Linked DNA regions of Mus musculus: regions 1, 2 and 4 are each linked to region 3. The links are chromatin contacts, called in public Hi-C, HiChIP or PLAC-seq and promoter capture Hi-C maps. All regions are on one chromosome and are shown on one strand. Each heading gives the region's core, a stretch centred on a gene start, on an enhancer-like site or on the middle of the called end of the contact. The rest is flanking DNA. Distances are from core to core; before and after follow the strand shown. Region 1 holds the start of Ddx49 (DEAD box helicase 49). Region 2 holds the start of Borcs8 (BLOC-1 related complex subunit 8). Region 3 holds the start of Pbx4 (pre B cell leukemia homeobox 4). Region 4 overlaps Slc25a42 (solute carrier family 25, member 42).

Evidence for each region. Promoter capture Hi-C pulls out the DNA fragments that hold promoters and counts their contacts. A called contact is a pair of places that touch in the nucleus more often than the background predicts. HiChIP or PLAC-seq counts read pairs in DNA pulled down with a chosen protein or histone mark.
Region 1: a Hi-C map of B cells shows a contact between it and region 3, with 16 read pairs. The contact joins the promoter of Ddx49 here to the promoter of Pbx4 in region 3. A contact is called at or near these places in 6 of 39 promoter capture datasets (the C10 cell line, cranial neural crest, liver and 2 more), 1 of 484 Hi-C or Micro-C datasets (B cells), 3 of 115 datasets of contacts at active chromatin or transcription factors (the SCID.adh cell line, bone marrow-derived macrophages and embryonic stem cells) and 3 of 9 other capture datasets (adipose tissue, liver and macrophages).
Region 2: an H3K4me3 HiChIP or PLAC-seq map of bone marrow-derived macrophages shows a contact between it and region 3, with 2.7 times the contacts expected there. The contact joins the promoter of Borcs8 here to the promoter of Pbx4 in region 3. A contact is called at or near these places in 5 of 39 promoter capture datasets (the 3T3-L1 cell line, embryonic stem cells, liver and 1 more), 4 of 484 Hi-C or Micro-C datasets (CD8 T cells, bone marrow-derived macrophages, forebrain and 1 more), 13 of 115 datasets of contacts at active chromatin or transcription factors (the 230-238 cell line, the SCID.adh cell line, acute myeloid leukemia and 6 more) and 5 of 9 other capture datasets (adipose tissue, embryonic stem cells, liver and 2 more).
Region 4: a promoter capture Hi-C map of cranial neural crest shows a contact between it and region 3. The contact joins the enhancer-like site here to the promoter of Pbx4 in region 3. A contact is called at or near these places in 8 of 39 promoter capture datasets (the 3T3-L1 cell line, 3T3-L1-derived adipocytes, the C10 cell line and 5 more), 3 of 115 datasets of contacts at active chromatin or transcription factors (bone marrow-derived macrophages, embryonic stem cells and pancreatic cancer cells) and 3 of 9 other capture datasets (adipose tissue, liver and pancreatic islet).

What each region holds. Positions count from the first base shown.
Region 1 is chr8:70,301,120-70,303,819 of GRCm38.p6, forward strand. It overlaps Ddx49 (DEAD box helicase 49), which reads right to left and starts at 1,333. Exons shown (of 13, transcript NM_001024922.2): 1 at 1,204-1,333. The coding sequence starts at 1,318. It overlaps Cope (coatomer protein complex, subunit epsilon), which reads left to right and starts at 1,648. Exons shown (of 10, transcript NM_021538.2): 1 at 1,648-1,813. The coding sequence starts at 1,688.
Region 2 is chr8:70,138,151-70,141,014 of GRCm38.p6, forward strand. It overlaps Borcs8 (BLOC-1 related complex subunit 8), which reads left to right and starts at 1,349. Exons shown (of 6, transcript NM_001145552.2): 1 at 1,349-1,622. The coding sequence starts at 1,586. It overlaps Rfxank (regulatory factor X-associated ankyrin-containing protein), which reads right to left and starts at 1,047. Exons shown (of 9, transcript NM_011266.2): 1 at 771-1,047; 2 at 1-73. The coding sequence starts at 65. Gm45929 (predicted gene, 45929) reads left to right here and starts at 1,349. Exons shown (of 9, transcript NM_001310055.1): 1 at 1,349-1,622.
Region 3 is chr8:69,831,367-69,834,066 of GRCm38.p6, forward strand. Pbx4 (pre B cell leukemia homeobox 4) reads left to right here and starts at 1,258. Exons shown (of 8, transcript NM_001024954.2): 1 at 1,258-1,485. The coding sequence starts at 1,343.
Region 4 is chr8:70,190,090-70,192,789 of GRCm38.p6, forward strand. Slc25a42 (solute carrier family 25, member 42) reads right to left here. Exons shown (of 8, transcript NM_001007570.2): 3 at 1,772-1,877. Among named protein-coding and RNA genes, the nearest start is that of Tmem161a, 19 kb to the left of the region's middle. Within about 2 kb of position 1,307, at least 17 of the 459 cell types and tissues checked have an H3K27ac peak or open chromatin away from gene starts, as enhancers often do.

The DNA.
Region 1 (2,700 bases), core at 83-2,582, 470 kb after region 3:
CAGCATCAGTGTGGAGCAAGGGCCATGATTGGTCCCTTGGGCATTCCCTCATTATTGTAAGAAATAGATGGGTATGGTCTGCTTTTAGTACGAGGTGAGCTTACAGTTCACTAGAGCTACAGATGAGTTGGAGGCACTGGGTCCTTCTCTCCCCTAGTTAGTCTAAGACTCGGAGAGTTACAGGTGCTCTGCTATGTGACTGAGCCCATGATTAGAAAGGAAGGGCAGCCAGGCAGTAGTGGCGCACACCTTTAATTTCAGCACTTGGGAGGCAGAGGCAGGCAGATTTCTGAGTTCAAGGCCAGCCTGTTCTACAGAGTGAGTTCCAGGACAGCCAGGGCTATACAGAGAAACCCTGTCTCAAAAAAACAAAAAAACAAGGGAAAAAAAAAAGAAAGAAAAGAGAATAGAAGAGAGGCAGCCTCAAGACCCAAACTATTCATTAGAGAAGACTTGGGGCCCCAATGGACCAATGGGATGGGGAATTTGGGGAGGGGAAAAGCCCTGCAGGTCTATGGAAGAAAAGGTCAGGAATTTCCCATATTTGGGGAAAGGCTTCAAAAACTTGCTTGAAATCACCACACCAGCTATTTTTGCCTTTTCTCTATGCTGGTACCCCTTTCTCCAGAATTGAATATTTAAAACTGTTTCATTTCCACTAGTCCCTTGAACGTGTTATTATCTAATTTCCAACAATTATTATAATTGCTTGTTTGAAACAAATTTTCAGGTAGCCCAGGCTGGTCTGCAACTTGCTACCAAACTGAGGATCACCTTGAACTCCTGATCCTCTTGCTTCCACCTGCTCAGTATTGAGATGACTGAGAGTCACCACGTCCGGCTCCAAGGACGCCTCTTTAATGGCAAAAGTGAACTGGGTCGAAGAGCACTGACACAAACACGGAGCATTGGTTTTTACCTGGAGTTTGACGGCTTCTACGTCAAAGCCAGCTCTACCCTTTTTTTTTTTCAGTGCCATGTTTTAGTCATTCACCGATCTCTCCCTATGCTCGGGTGCTACGAAAACTTAAGAGGTGCCACCCATCACCTGTGTGATAATGAACACGAGTCGGTCGCAGCGTAAATGTCAATGCTGCGGGTCAGGGTCCCCGAAACACTCAATGCTGTCCTGATTCCTGGAACCCAAGTGGGGCTAAGGAAGAGCGGGCAAAGAAAGGCATTAAAAGAAAGGCGAGAACTCACCTTCCAGGATGGCCGGAATGCACCCGAGCTGCACCGGCGTGGGCTGCTTCAACCCCAGCTGTCGACACTGTTCTACCAGCCACGACGACAACCCGATCTCAGCGAACCCCGCCATGCTCCAGACCCGGGCAGAGAACCTAGAAATGAGTGCTTCCGGCGCGTGAATGCTACGTCACGTCCACCCCGGCGCAGTCCGGCCTGGAAAAGTTGTGAGAGGACGTTGGCGGAGGAATGTGACGTCACGGAGAGACCCTCTCCAGATCCTTCAACCAATCCGAGCTTTGACCGCTTTTCAGTGTTTTGGTTCTGAAGGCCTTGTGTTTGTTGACGGAATCCGAACTATAGTTCTCGGGAGGCTTTGCAAGGTTTCTTTTTCATCGCCTCTGATTTGTCCCATAGAACTACGTTTCCCAGAGTTCCTGACGACGGGGACCTGCTTCCGGCCTACGTGTCCCAGAAGAAGGTTGGTTAGAGGTGCGGTGACATGGCTCCTCCGGTTCCTGGCGCGGTCTCTGGCGGCTCCGGAGAGGTAGATGAGCTGTTCGACGTGAAGAACGCTTTCTACATCGGCAGCTACCAGCAGTGCATCAACGAGGCTCAGCGCGTGAAGGTGGGCAGCGTGCGGAGCAGCTTCCGGCGCGCTCTGAGGTTCTGGTCCGAGGACTCGGTTTCTCTTATAATTAGGGATGGTTTTCAATTTACTCTGTAACCGAGGCTAACCTTGAGGTCCTGCGCCTCCAGTCTTCACCCCTCCAGTGCTAGGATGACAGGTGTGCACCCCTGTGCCAAGCTTCCAACTTTCTGGTGGTTGATTGACAGGGGCTCACTTTATAGCCCAGGCTGACCTGAAGTCAGGGTAATGGTGAGGTGACAGGTGTGCGCCACTAGCTCCATCATAAAACCTCTTACTGTTTCGTTTTTAAACCCCCCCCGCCCCCCTTTTTTAAGTGTCTAAAGTCAGGCATCATGGTGCACGCCTTCTATTCCAGCACTTGGGAGGCTGATCTCTGTAAGTTTAGGGTCAGCCTGATCTTCATAAGCAGTTCTAGGTCAGTTCGGGTAATACTGTAATCTGTCTTAATAATAGTCCTAAACCGGAGGTAGCTTGGTGTGCCTTAAATCCCAGCACCCAGAGGCAGAGGCAGTCAAGTCTCTGAGTTTTGGACCACTCTGATCTACATAGCGACTTCCAGGACAGCCAGGGTGCTACAGAAAAACCCCGTCTTGAACTGTACCCTCCTCGCCTCCCCCACTCCCCCCAAAAGGGAAGTTTGGTTATAAAAGAAGACAGTCTCCTTTAGCCCAGGCTGGCCTCAGACTCCCCATGTTGCTGAAGAGCACTGAATTCCTGATGGCCATGCCTGCTCTCTGGAGTGCTGGGATCATAGTGTGCACAGCCAAAGCACAGCTTCGATGCAAATGCTCCACAGGCTAAATCCTTGCCCTGGTTTTGTTTTATGTTTTAAGCAGCTTCATATAGCCCAGGCTGTCCCTAGA
Region 2 (2,864 bases), core at 99-2,598, 310 kb after region 3:
TCTAGGTCAGGAACAGGAGGTTGCTGGTTTGGGACAAGGTTCTCTGCAACCTGAGTGGGCTCCATGGAGGAAGCTGGAGTGAAGAGATGACAGTAATTAGCCAAATCTCGTGGTCCCCAAGATGGCTCAGTTGGTAAAGGCGCTTGTCACCAAGTCAGATGACCCAATTTTGATTCCAGGAACCCACAGGGTGGAGGGAAAAAACTGACCCTGGTAAATTGTCCTCTGACCTCCACACCAAACCCACAGCACAGCCTGCCCACAAAATAAATGAATAAATGAGTTCTTATCTGGGGCTGGAGCTTGGTTAGGTGGGGCATGATAGTGCACACCTTTAGTCCTAGTACTTGGGAGGCAGAGGCAGGTAGATCCCTTTGAGTTCAAGACTAGCCTAGTCTAAATAGTGAATTCCAGGACAGCCATGGTCTGCATATTGAGCCTTGCTTTATGACGCCGGGAAAACTGTGGCTTTAGATAAATATCATTGTTAATAAATTAACACCAGAAGCCAAGGCAATAAAATGAGGGTTCTGGCAGCAGTCTGGGTTCCAATCACTTACAAGCTATAAAAACCTAGTCTATGACTAAGCTGAGCCTCATTCCCTCGTTAATAAGGTGAAGATGTAAGGCCTCAGAGAGGTCATATCAGAAAACATCATAGAGAGATACTAATGTCAAACTTATCAATGTCCCACTGTGGTTATTTGGGCCGGAATCCCCCAAAATGACTTAGGACTCAACAAAAGATGCGACGTGTAAGATCCACTCACCTCCCTCCAGCCTCCTCTGTGTCCCTACGCTGCCAGCCTTGGTCTTCCAAAACTCAGGAAGCTCTGTTCACAAACTTTTCTGGTTCAGTAGATCTCGTAAAGAGCAAGTTGGTGACCAGACGCTCAGTTCTCTAGCTTCCTCTCCTGGGACATAGAGCAGCAACTTAATACGCGACGACTACTCCTACTGGAAAACTCCTCCACTGCGCCTGCGCACCCTTGCCCTGCAAAAGTACCAAAAAATAAAAAATAAAAACCCGAAGCTGCTTCTAGCGCTTTAAGACTGGAGGGAGGAGCGTGGCTTCCGCTGAGGCCAATGGGTACAGTGGCGCATGCGCACGCTATCCTTCCTAAAGGGCTGAAGGAGCCTTAGACTCGCTGAAGATTTTATTGCGCGTGCGCTTCCCCGCCCCATGCACCGCCCCCTCCTGTCTGCCCCAATCGGATCCACAGACGGTGGGAGGGCGGAGCATTTGCCCCACGGGGCGGAGACACATGGGCGGGACTTGTCAAATTTAAAGAGACCGAATATTATTGTTACTTTGTCCATAACAATTTCCCTGCCCTGGTCCCTGAGAATTATCTGTACGTGTAGCAGGGAGTCCTTGACGAGGCATACTATAACATCAAGAAATCTCTATCCTCCCGACACGCTCGCATAGGACTGCCTCCTTCCGTCTATCTCGTGTCTGAATAGAAGTTACCTCGTAAGAGGAGCCAGCGCACAGGACGCCAGAACCCATACCTGAACGTTTAAACGTCTCAACCTCCCGACTTCCGCTTCCGGTTTCTGGGCTCTGCTGGCTGCCTTCACTATGGAAGAACCTGAGATGCAGCTGAAGGGAAAGAAAGGTGTTGCGGGACCCTAGAGGGGTTGGAGGGGCCTAGAGAGGGCAACGCGGGAAGGTACATGACAAAGAGCCGCCGTAGACCTCCCGGCCTGCGGGGTTCGATGGAAAAGGGAGGCCGGTGTCTCCCGCCGGGAGGTGTTGTGATGTATAATGATCCCGGGCAGGAAAAGGCTCTTTTCTACTTCTGAGATAAGGTCCCGGGATGTAACCCTGGCTATATTGGAACTCGCTGTGTAGACCGGGATGGTCTCAAACCTCTCTGCCTTCTGAGAGTTGGAATTAAAAGCAGAATCCATCCAGGTCCCTGCTCAGTGTAATGTGGTTTTTAGCCTGTGAATACGTAAAGGAGTATGTGGGCTTGGTGGCGCAATACTCTAATCCTCTCTTCTCAAGAGACAAGAAATTGAAGGCCAGTTTGGTCTGCACATTGAAACTCAAATCTCGAGAGAAGAGCTGGGGCTTTAGCTCAGTCGTAAACACTTTGACCAGCGCATTCAAAGCTCTGGGTTTGATCCCCGACACTGCAAAATATATTAAGGACCAGATAAGTAGATTATTTTCTTTAGCTGATGGGAGCCCTGCGTGGTAAGAGGAGTTGGTGTCATCTGCCACCATTAGCCTGGTCAGAGCTTGTCTGATACAGGAAGGAGTGGGGGATGAAGGGGACTGAAGTTGGAAGCAACAGGATCCTTGATGGATGGAGCAGGAAGAATAGAGATTTCCTGACTGGGAAAGCTGTTGGTCAAAGTCTACCCTGGGATGATGGTTTTGGTGCAGTTGACTTGTGGTAGGAACATGAGTTCTGGAGTAAAGGAAACAGGCTTAACAGGAACTTGAATGGATTCTGCAGAGGGCAGCCTTAGCAGGCATGTTTCTGGAACAGGGCCTGTGATATACCTCAGAGCTGTTCCCACACAGCAAGGGACGTGGCCTTCCACATCATTCCTGCCACAGAGTAGAGGCCTCACGAGATTGTGGACTTTAGGCACCTTTGAGTTCTGTGTTCATCCTCTGGGCAGCTGGATATGGTGGTACATGCTTCTCTTCCCTTGGGAGCACTTGGGAGGCAAAGGCAGGCAGAGGAATTGCTGTGAGTTAAGGACAGCTTAGTCAACACAGTGAGTTACAGGGAATCCAGAGCTACTAGATTCTAGTATGATGTTCCATACTGCTCTCCAGTATGCTCCAGTTATAAAGGGGGAGGGAAGCTGTCAGTGGCTTTAGTACCATCCACCAATGTCCT
Region 3 (2,700 bases), core at 8-2,507:
CGGGTGCTCTTACCCACTGAGCCATCTCACCAGCCCAGAAGAATTCTGAGGAGTCATAGAGTGGAGGACCCTGAGGGCTGCTGGGAGAACCCCAGGGCGGGGGGTGGGAGGGACTGTGAAAAGGACCAGAAATTTTGCGGAGCCTGGGACTCAGGTGTGAGAGGCCTTGAGGAAGAGGCAGGACTGGGGAGTGGGAATTCTGAGGAGCTGTGGGGAGCTATGAGGAGGAAGACCCACAGTTCTGAGGAAGTAGCCAGGGCAGTGAGGAGAGGGGAAGGCACTCTCAGTTACCAGTGAATTTGATATCAGTTTGAACTATATGAGGCACTGACTCAAGACGCTGAAAATTTAGGGTACAGATATAGTTAGGTTGGTAGGGTTTTGTCTGGTATGCTTGCTGCCCTGAATTCCATCCTCTTCACCACACAAACAGGGCCCTGTGGCACACAGCACTCATCCCAGCACTTAGGAGTTAGAGGTAGAAGAAAGTTCGAGATCATGCTCCAATCATAGCAAACTCGGGCAACCTTCATTACATAACAAACTTGAGGACAGCATGGGCAATAAGAGACTCTGTCTCAAGTTATTTTTGAAACAAGGTCTCTCTGTATAGCCCTGGCTGTCTGGAAACTATGTAGCCTAGGCTAGCCTAGAGCTCACAGAGATCCATCTCCCTGGTGTTGGGATTAAAGGCATGTGTCGCCTTGCCCACCCACAAATTTTTGAAATTTTTGAAAAATATGAAGATGGGGAGCAAACAGTGAGGATGCAAGCCTCTGAGGAAGTAAACTCAGATGTGAATGACTGTAAAGAACCCGGGCCCTGTGAAGAAGTGATAACCTAAACAGATCCAGGACTAAAGAGAAGGCAGAGGCACTGGAGTAAGCAAGGGACGAGGGCCTATGATGGGGAAGGTAGCCATAAAGTGCACCAGACTTAAGCAAATGCAGGCGGTAGTCGTTACCATGGCAACCCCAACCATGGGGTTCCTTTCTTACTGGCAGTTGAGAAAGGAAGTTTCTAGCTAGTCGCTGAGGAGGGGGAACAGTGCATGGTGCTGATTGGTGACGGCGCCCACAGGGGGCGTGTCCTGAGGGGTGGGAGGATCAGAAGAGAATTCCTGTTTCCTAGACAACCCTCAACCCTCAGCAGCCGTTGAGAAGCTGTTTGGGGCGCATCGCGAAGGAGAGGGTGATGCACGGCGAAGATAGATGAAAAGGGCGTTTTATTGGCTAGTGGACTTGAAGGAGGCGTGGTCCCTGGGTCTGCGGCGGTTGGCTGCTGCGCAAGCGCGAGAGCCCGGCGGGACCTGTCCCTCTGCGCTCGCTCGGGACTGTAGCCCATGGCCGCCCCTCTGCGTCCCGTGCCGCCACAGCCCGCCCCGCGCCGCCTGCCGACCACAGCTCCACTAGGCCATGACACGAGCGACGTCCTGCAGCAGATCATGGCCATCACCGACCAGAGCCTGGACGAGGCTCAGGCCAGGTGCGGCTCCCGGGCAGGAAGGGAAGGGGCGGAGGCGGGATGAGGATGGGACAGGTGCAGCTGAGCTTGGAGTGATGGACAGGCGGAGTGATCTTGGGCCAGAGGGAATGAAGGATACAAGAATTTGTCCTGGACTAAAGGGTGACTTCGTGAGGAAAGAGGGTATCAGAGTTATGGAGGTAAAAGCCCGGCCCTGGGAACAGGAGACATTGGAAGGGTTAAGTGATCTATTATTGGCGGACGCGTAGGGTTGGGGTAGGGCAAAGACCGCAAGTTTGCAAGTCACACAGTGGAAGAGAAGCTACTGAAGAGCCTGTACTAGAATGATCTGATACAGGATCCGTTGAGAACTTTCAGGAACGGATATGGGGAGCTGGGTGGACATAGAGGGCACCCGTCTTTTTATAGTTTTTATTTTCTCTTTGTGTGTATGTGTGTGTGCTCCCGACATGTGAGTAGAGATCTCCAGTTCTTTGGGAGTGTAGCGAGTACACTAAACCACTAAGCTCTCTCTCCAGTGTACCCACCCCCAACCTGGCAGGAGCTTTTATCACCAGGCTTGCTTCAAACTCATCATTTTTTTTAAAGAGTCAGTTATTTTATGTATATGAGTACACTGTAGCTGTCTTCAGACACACCAGAAGAGGGCATCAGATCCCATTACAGATGACTGTGAGCCACCAAGTGGTTGCTGGGAATTGAACTCAGGATCTCTGGAAGAGCAGTCAGTGCTCTTAACCACTGAGCCCTCTCTCCATCCCTCAAACTTATTAAAAGATAACCTTGGAAGGATCTTTGAGTTCGAGGCCAGCCTAGTCTGCAAAGCGAGTTCCAGGACAGCCAGGGCTACACAGAGAAACCCTGGCTAGAACCATCCAGAGACTCAAACAAACAAACAAACAAACAAAAGATAACCTTGAACTCCTGATCATGCAGTCTTTACCTTCAGAGTGCTGGGGTGAGAGTCATCCGCCACCCACTAACCACATCCCAAGGATTCCTTTTCTTTATATTTATTTGTCTGTTTGTTTGGGAGAGGACCTCATGTTTCCCAGGCTAGCCTGAAACTCTCCATACAACACATACAGTCCAGGATGATCTCCTGCCTCAGCCTCCCTGAGTGCATGTACCAGCACACCCAGCTCGTGTGATGCTCAGGCTGAACACAGGGCTTTGTGCATGCTAGGCCAGCACTCAGGGACCCATTTTAAAGCA
Region 4 (2,700 bases), core at 57-2,556, 360 kb after region 3:
TGGAACAAACAAAAGCAAACAGACCATAAGATGTGACTGTCAAGCTCCTGGGTCTGCAACCCCAATACCCAGGGCTCTGGGGCCTGACCTGCGCTTGGGGCTGAATGTGAGCAGTGGACAGGAATGCACTGGGTGGAGGATCGTGCCTAGGCCTGCCCTCATCCTTTCTTCCCCAGGAAGGGCAGTGGGGCCAGCACCTGGCAGCTTAGGACAGGCAGAGGCTCAGGCTGTGGGGCTGAGGGGCTGAGTATTGTGGGCACTGGGGAGGGACTCCAGTTCACTGACCCTGTTGCCAGCAAACCTAGGCCTCATCAGAACAAGTCCCAAGGCTGTCTGGGTCTGCCCTCTGTTCTCCAGGCCCGATCCCAGCACAGGTGCGCTAGCACTTAGTGGTACCAAGGTTTGCCTCGCTCCACACAACATGATGTCTTCAATCCTATATGAGGCAGGGGGCTGAGCTATGTAGGTCAGAAGGATTTGATGGTGAGGAGTGTCTGGTGTGGTCAGTGGACAGCACCAAAAACCCCAACCCCAGTGTGAAGTCTCAGTACTTCTCTAGCCCTCAGCAGGAAATGGCTACCCAGGGCCTGGTGCCACAGCTGTGCTCAGTCAGCAGGTGACACGAACTGTGATTGAGGTGCAGTAGCTGTGGTTAGCCCCTCTCCCAACAACTGAAGGAGGCTGCCACCATTTGACCATCAATAGGAAGCCCAGCCTTGCTCAGGCTTACCAGGCTGGACACAGTTTAGTACCCAGGGAGGGACATGGGCTCTAGGCTATGTCCCCCAAATTATATCCACATCCCCAGGGGTTCTCTGGGAAGGTGACTAGGTTTGGGAACAAAGGCTTTGTGGTGTGTGGCAGATTCAAGGTGCTAGAAGGTGCTCTACAGCAGTGACAAGTGTCTCTGAAGGACACAGGGTGTGGTAGCAAACACAAGTGACCCCATGAAGAGACATGAGGTATCATGCCCGTCTCTGCAGTAATCCTTGGCCCAAACTCCCTTGTCCCTGTGTCAGCCAAAGCAACCATCTCTCCCTTCATTCCCCCCAGGCCCCCCTCTGCCCCCACAGATGCTGGCCTTGGGAGCAGATGAAAGGCATTCTACCCTAGCCTCCCCGTGGCCATAACTTGCCCTCCCTCCCCTGATTAACAACCAGCATTTCTCCAGTGCAGATGGCTCCTGCCCTTGAAGGAAGCAGGAGCCAATATTCTTGAAGTAACAAAAGCCCACTCTTGGGCTATGGGAAAGGCAATTAAGTGTTTCCAGACAGCTGAGACCAGTTTGTAAACTGCGAACAAAAAGGAGTTCCTTCTTCCCAGGTCAGGAAGGTCCCTTTCCAGCTGCAGTTCTGTCCCCACCTCTCTGTCTGAACACTTGTTACCAGGATGAAGGACGGCACTCCTTCCCCCTCCCAGCCATGTACCTCGGTACAAAGCTCAAGAATCCCAGCTGTGCACACTCCTATAGATATCTCAGGCCCTGGGTGAGAGCATCGCATCCCTAACCTGCGGGACAGAGAAGGCTTGTGATCCGAGTCAGATTGGTATAATAAAGATTCTCTTTGTTCTTGTATCAGACTGGCAATTCCTGGCAGTCTCCTGTGGCATAGCACCCAGTACTTACTAGGCTGAGGCAGGAAGACTGCTGTAGATTCAAGGCTGACCGAGACTATAAAGTGAAATGTGAGGCCTGTCTGGGCTACAATCTGGGACTCTGTATTTGGGGTTGGCGGAGAAGTGGGAGGAAGATCAGTCACACAGCTGTTACCTTGGAAGATGATCTTGGTCCGGTCCAGGGGGGCTACTGCTGTCTTGGCAAGTGCACCAGCCAGGGCTCCAGACAGCAGGGAGCTGAGCACTTGCCTGTGGTCTCTCTGCAACAGAACTCCAGGTTAATGTCTCAAAAACAAAGTGGTCAAGGCCTCATAGAGGCTGGAGGAGCTGCTCATCAGGGGACCAAGACCCAGAGATGCATCAAGTGCCTTTAATGTTTGTGTCCTCCTGTGCCCATGTGTGTGGTGGTCAGAGGTCAGCATCAAGTGTTCCTCATCATTTTTTGTCTCTCAGTGGGCTCACTGATTCAGCTAGAATGAACAGTAAACAAGCTCCAAGATCCTCCCTTCTCTGTGCCTTCCTGCCCTAGTGTGGTTCACAGACACAGGCTGTCACGGTTCCATGTGGGTCCTGGGGGTCTGAATTCAGGTCTTCATGCCTGACAAACACTTTTTTACTGACTGAACCATCTCCCGTCCCTTTTCTCTTGACTTTGTTTGTTTGTTTGTTTGTTTGTTTTGGGATGGGGTCCCTCTATGCAATCATGGCTGGCCTGGAATTTGTTAATGCAGAGCAGGCTGGCTTCATCTCAAGACTCTTCTGCTCCTGCCTCCTGAGCACTAGGGCATGTGCCATGTAACTGTCACATGTGCCATGCCAGGCATGTAACCATCATTTCCCCTGATTTGAGACAGTCTTTCTTTAATCTTGCAATCCTCCTGCCTCAGCCACCCAAGTGCCGAGACAGCTAGTGAGCACTGCTCTCCCAGCCCACCTCTTCACAGTCCTCACCCTCAGCGCTGTCTGAAACACTGCTTAGCCATGTGCAGTCAGCTCTGGGGTGAGGGGACAGTTACCCCACACGATGTCCCAGACCATCCTTCCAACTTCCCAGTTTTCATGACTCCTGTGTGCAATCCCTGG